Linked DNA regions of Sus scrofa: region 2 is linked to region 1. Evidence: chromatin contacts called from public Hi-C data. All regions are on one chromosome and are shown on one strand. Each heading gives the region's core, a stretch centred on a gene start, on an enhancer-like site or on the middle of the called end of the contact. The rest is flanking DNA. Distances are from core to core; before and after follow the strand shown.

Region 1 (2,803 bases), core at 187-2,686:
AATTAGACAAATCAAATTGTAAAGAAGGAGAATTATATCAATACTCATAGCAAACCCAAGGAATTACTGCTTCTATTGACACATTTCTTTCCAGCTTTGTTCCTATGCTTTTGTGTATATCAGGTTGAAAATAAGTAAGAATTTTTTTTCTTTTTTTCATTTTTTTAAACTTTTATTGAAGTATAGGTGATTTATAATGTGATAATTTCTGCTATACAAAAAAGTGATTCAGTTATACATGCATATCTTTATTTTACATCTTTTTTATGCTGCTTTATATTATTAGTCTTTTTCATACCATTCAAGTTCTTTATACACATCATTTTAACAGTACAAAGTAGTATACATAATTTATAGAATTATACAGATACTATAATAACCTTAGTCACAACTTCAATAATGAAGATTTCAATGATGCTCAAACATTCCAAATCATACAAAAAACAAACAAAAACAAAAACCCTCTCCCTAACTTCCACATAGACATTTCTGTGTCCTTCAAAGTTCTGATACATCCTTCAAAGGAGTGTCTGCCTTGCTGTCACCTCCATTTGAGACCTACTGCCATAATGAGCCATTGGTTGGTGGGGAAGGGATGGGAGCAGTGTTTTACATACTTCAGCTGTGTTTGATTAGGAGAGAATATACAATCTACTGATCTTTACAGAAAGAGGAGCACTATTTCTTAAGCAATGACAGTATTGCTGAAATAGGCTTACAGCTTTTGAAAAAGTATGTATTCTTTGAGGTGTATATATTAAAAGCTTGTTTCAAGTAGTATCATCCTTATTCCTTTGGATCCAAAGACCAATGCACTGAAATACATCATATTTCAAAGGAAACAAAGCTAGTTGTAGACAAAGAAAGACTAGGTTTCAAGTCTCTGACCAGTGGTAAGTTTTCCCTTTCTCCAACCAAATCCCCCACTGAATTCAGTACCATGGCAAACAGCCAGTGGCTAAAGGTCTCCTTATATTTTGTCTATTTTCCCTCGTGGGTAGGAAATGTATCTTCGAAGGAATACACTTACATGATGTAGAAAGAGAAGAAAAATGTCTGGCTCAAAGCCACATACGCTAAGTGACCCATTGCCTGAAAATGGAAAAAGTGACCACAGGAATTTAGCTTGAATGACCCTACCGCCAGTAAGCCTGACTCTGTCAGATGCAGGGGAAGCCAACAGAAAGAGGAAGTTCTGGTCAGACACACATTGACTCACTTGATAAGTGACTTCCTCAGATAATTTTCTTGTCCATTCAGAAACCTCCTATTTGTTTTCATAATAAGATAGGTAGAGTTGAAGCCAAAACCGTTGACATAGCAAAAGCAATCAGTGTTCAGACCTGGTCTTAGACTGTCCAAGTTGACCAGAGAAAGCTTATCATCCTTGTTAGCCATAGGGTAGATGGAAGGAAGAGCTGTTTGTAGACATTCCCATTCAAATGACCACATTTTCCTGACTATGCGATGAGTCCAGAGGCATTAGTTATCTTAGTCAGAGACAAGGGTAGGTCCCTGAATTCACATTGAAAATATGAAAGCAGTAACATCTGGAGGACTTGAGCCCCACCCGAGGCTCATATTTAAAATCTTCCCACAATCCAGCCCTTCTTCAGAGCCCACATGGAAGCTGTCAGAGCAAACCCACAGAGGATTGGTGACAATAGGCTGGACACATCCAGGGCTCTCCCAGATACATCCTAGGGATCAATGCAAAGCAACTAAAGTTCTGATGCTGAGCAATTGGGGGAGGAAAATATAAATTGTTGTCAGCCTACAATTTACCAGAAAAGGATTCACCTCCAAAGATGCTCAGTAGTTTGTCTCTGGTGAAAAGAAAGAACAGAGGTGAAAATACTGAGGGCTAGTTTCTTCTGATGCATAAGAGGCTTCTGAATATTTGAACCATCTACTTAAAACTGCCTTATATATCACTGCGAACTTTCCAGCATTTTAAAGAAACCAATGCACTTGGATCCCAAACTAAAAATAATATAATGTAATCTCTTTTTTTTGGGGGGGGAGACAATTTAGAAAATACTTCACAGTGGCTTTTCTAGTTGTATAAAATTATCAGCAAATCAACAGCCATCATTTATAGGCAAGCAAAATAGAATGACTATAAATAAGTACAACCGCAACTCAGTGAAACTTGCACTTTTAAACACTAGTTATGATGCTACAGGATATTTGATAAAAACTTATAATCTCTTCCCATTAAGGGATGGAACTGATGTCAAGCATATGAACCAAAGTGCTGATTTTTATTCTTTCTAATGTGTTATATCTTCAAGATCTATGGTAATGATCAACTTTCTTCATGATCTCATGTAGTTTGAGGATAAAAGACAGAATATAAAAATTAAAGTTCCAGGACTTCTCATTTGGAATTAGTAAAGACAGAATGCCTTCCATATACCATCTATTGTGCTAGATGCTTTTCCACTTGTAATATTCACTACAACATAAATAAGAACATTCTAACAACAGACACAGACTGAGATGGGAAACGTTGCCCCCAGTAGTTTCTGTCACTTGAGATGCTGAAGAAGGCAGTGTGTCAGGGTTCCCTTGCTTCTGTGTTGATCAGAAATTTAACAAGATAAGGGCTAGGGTAACCCTTAAAAGAAAGGCTGATCTGATTCTATTCCTTAAACCCCATAAGCACAAACACGTAAAAATGCTGCATTCACCCTGCAAACATTTCAGAATAAACACTTCAGAATAGCTCAGCCATCTTTCAAGAGTGAAGACTTTCTTACCATCAACCCTTTCCCTGAGGTCAACATCTCCAACAGCAGCC
Region 2 (3,214 bases), core at 200-2,699, 140 kb after region 1:
TCAAGGAGAAAATGAGTAAGTGGGTTTCCCCAGAGCGGTGTGAAGTCATCAGGCCAAGGTAATACTTCCCAGAGGTGTAACCGCTGTGGGGGGGGGGGCGATGGGGAGACAGAAATGCATGGTACTTTGCAGGTCGGCCCCTGGGGGCTGGGTTGGCTGACGCCTGATATTGCAGTAAAATTCTTGACCTCGAATCGCAGCCCCTAACACCGCTTTCTGTGCAACGTGTTGAAAAGCATCGCTCCCAGTTTACTGACGTTTCTGTTTTGACTTGTTTCTTATTGTACAAGATACATGATAAGGAGTAAGAACCCAGTTTTCAAGGCCTAGTCGAGTTCGAAGGAAGGCCACACCTCAGAGGAAGCTTGGAAGGGAAAGAAAAAGAGAAAAGAAAAGAAAAGAAAAGAAAAGAAAAGAAAAGAAAAGAAAAGAAAAGAAAAGAAAAGAAAAGAAAAGAAAGGAAATTTCTTTCATCCTAACTTTGGCAGAATCTCCAAAAGCCGAAATAGTTAATTTGTAAGCTCTTTCATTTTTTCCTAAACAGTGCCACCTACTGTCCATTTGAAGTCATCGGGAGGCTTGTTGGCAAGGACCAAAGAAAAAGGGGGAAAAGGAACAGAGAAAACTAACAAGGGAAGAAAGATGAGAACGGGCCATCATGAAGCAACAAGTATTTTGACTCGTTATCTTCTTAAAAGGCTCGCAAGAAGCCGAAGCCACTTAATCCATTCCCTTAGAAATTGCTTTTCTTGAGCGCGCTATTTTGGAGTTCTCTAGAGGATGATTTTTATTTTGTTATATTTTATAATGCTCGCTATTTGAATATTTTTATGTTAGAGGATCAGGTTAAGCAAAAAACTTCTGAGTAAAGGGGACTTTTGACATGTGCCATCAGCTCCAAAACTTTCGAGTTGGCGGGAAGAAAGGGTTAACAAGTGAGAGACCAGTTGCTGATTTTTTTTCAGTTTCAGCCGACTTTTCGGAGGCTCCAGGTGTACACACACACACACACACACACACACACAGCCTAAGGGCACCATTTGGTCTTAAAGCAAATTATTTAAATAGTACTGGCAGTTCATCGCGAAGAGGGAATCCTTGTAACTCGGACGAGTCAGGGATGTCTACAAAGCTTGGCCTCCCGGCTGCACCGCGGGAGGAAGGGGGTAATCAGGTGGTGGCCAGCATGCGTGCACTTCTCTGCACACGTTAGCAATCAAGTTAATTGAATTCATTGGAGTTCAGAAGCGGCCTCTAGCTCAGAGAGAGCTTTGAATGGCCAATTTCTCTCTCCCTCTCCCCCTCCCCGCCTCCCGCCCGCCCGGCCGCCCGCGCTCCCAGTTCCCTCCCCTCCGGGTTCCCCAGTCCGCACCTCCCTTCTCCACTCCCCTCACCCCCCACTCCCTCCTCCGCCCTATTAAAACACCCACCAGCTCACTTGTTAAGACCCCCTTAAGTTAGAGGAGGCAGAAAGGCAACAACCGCGAGGAAGGAGAAGTCAAGACGTCTGGAAAGAATTACCCAGTCCTGGCTTCCAGCAGCCCATTGAACCAGGGACTTGAACCAGCCCCAGCCAAAGACTTTCTCTCGATTCTACGCTTCCTGGGTTCTGCTGAGTTTTCACCAGGCCTTTTTTTTCCCCCTCTTTCTTCTGCTTTTTTTTTTTTTTTAATACAAAAAAGACTTTCCGATATTAGAAGAGGGGAACAAGAGCAAAAAATAAAGTTCATTTATTTTTAAAGCACAGACAAAATTTTCTTTTAAGAGTTAGAAGATTGAAGTGCAACGGAAATATTAAGAAAACATACCAGTGATTTTTTTTTTAATTGGGGGGAACCTAAAGATTTAAGATTCCCCTATTCATTTTAAATGTTGTTTTTAAATTTTTTATTTTTTTTGGCCGGTCGCCTCAAATTCATCTGATCTCCTATTACCTCAGTTTTGGAAACTGCCCGCCACCGACCCTCCGGGACCACACAGACAGGCTGAGGACAACTTTATGACCAAGAACTGAACAAGGTACGTTGCACTGGCGCGATTCGGTGAACGCTGAGGGTCCTCGAACAGGCCAGGGACAGGGAGGACATTATTCACATAAGTGTTAAAAACATTTAAGTCAGCTTTCGACAGAAAAGTTTGAGGTCTGAAAATTTCCATCACCCTGAAAACCAGACGACATTTCACATCGCTGTCAGCCTTAGCAACATAGCCGCTGTCTTCTCCCAGCCCTGCGCGCTCGCCAGAAATCCGTTGCCTTTCTGGGAACACAGGTAACTTCTTTGCCTGGGAAAGGCTGCCCGGCCCGGGATGTACTTTTCCATCCCACATCTTCCGGAGCTGCAGAGAGGCTCACGCGTTGGGAGACAAGAATTTCCACTGTGAAAAGAAAATGCATTCCACACAGCCGCCCCCTTACCCCTTCCAATCCCATCATTATTCTTCCCCCCCCCCCATACACAGAGTGGGGAGGAAAACCCTGGACAGCCTAGAGAGTTTTCCTTCTCTTTGGGAAGCCCCTTTCTTACTTGGAATGCAAAGGGTTAAGGCGATCCGGGGTCCCAACTCCGGCCCCAGGGAAGGAGGGTCCTTCGCCACCTCCTTGCAGCTACCGGCCTCGCTCCGCCACTCCTCTTCTTTCCCTGGCCTCCCCTTCTTTGCACTCCTTGCACCCCATTAAAGTGTCAGCTGGGTCTGTCCCGGCTCAGCCCAGCTCCGGAAGCCTTACTGTGGCCAGGGGTCCCTGCTCTTGGAGACCCGAGCGGGAGGGAGGGCGCGCATCCCTGCTCTTGGCTCCTCCGCGGCTCGCGGGCCGCCCGGGGGCAGGGCGTGCGTGGGGACCACGAGGTCGCGCAGGCAGCTGCAGCGTCCCAGGAGCCAATTCCGACGTGGCACCGAGCACGCTGGCGCCTCTTTTCTGCAGCTGCAGAGCCGGGCATCAGTGGCGGGGGATTTGGGGGTGCCGTCCCAAGCGCCCTGCGGGGAATGGGGATGTGTGTGTTGAGGGGGCGCTGCAGGAGCCAGGGTGACTGCGGGAGGCGAGCCAGAGGCTAGGTTGGGATGGATAATCAACACCTTGGGCGGAATTCGTCACGGTGGTTCCCGCCCTGCGTGAGCGAGGGCTACGAAATGGGTCCCTGTGAACTGGAGGGCGGGTCTGAAAGGAGGGTCTGTGTGAGGGCGAGGACTGGGAGGCGAGAGGCTTTTCCTCCGGCCA

Evidence for each region. Hi-C and Micro-C count contacts between places; a contact is called where the count stands out from the background.
Region 2: a Hi-C map of embryonic fibroblasts shows a contact between it and region 1, with 4 times the contacts expected there. The contact joins the promoter of SHAS2 here to the enhancer-like site in region 1. A contact is called at or near these places in 15 of 47 Hi-C or Micro-C datasets (brain, embryonic fibroblasts, epiblast stem cells and 10 more) and 1 of 2 datasets of contacts at active chromatin or transcription factors (alveolar macrophages).

Annotation. Positions count from the first base shown.
Region 1 is chr4:17,442,030-17,444,832 of Sscrofa11.1, forward strand. No RefSeq gene overlaps it. Among named protein-coding and RNA genes, the nearest start is that of SHAS2, 140 kb to the right of the region's middle. Within about 2 kb of position 1,437, at least 13 of the 83 cell types and tissues checked have an H3K27ac peak or open chromatin away from gene starts, as enhancers often do. A contact at or near this core is called in alveolar macrophages, embryonic fibroblasts and retroperitoneal adipose tissue, where this site is marked.
Region 2 is chr4:17,581,705-17,584,918 of Sscrofa11.1, forward strand. SHAS2 (hyaluronan synthase 2) reads left to right here and starts at 1,450. Exons shown (of 4, transcript NM_214053.1): 1 at 1,450-2,019. It overlaps LOC106509979 (a long non-coding RNA gene), which reads right to left. Exons shown (of 2, transcript XR_001308039.2): 1 at 2,526-3,214; 2 at 1,656-2,376.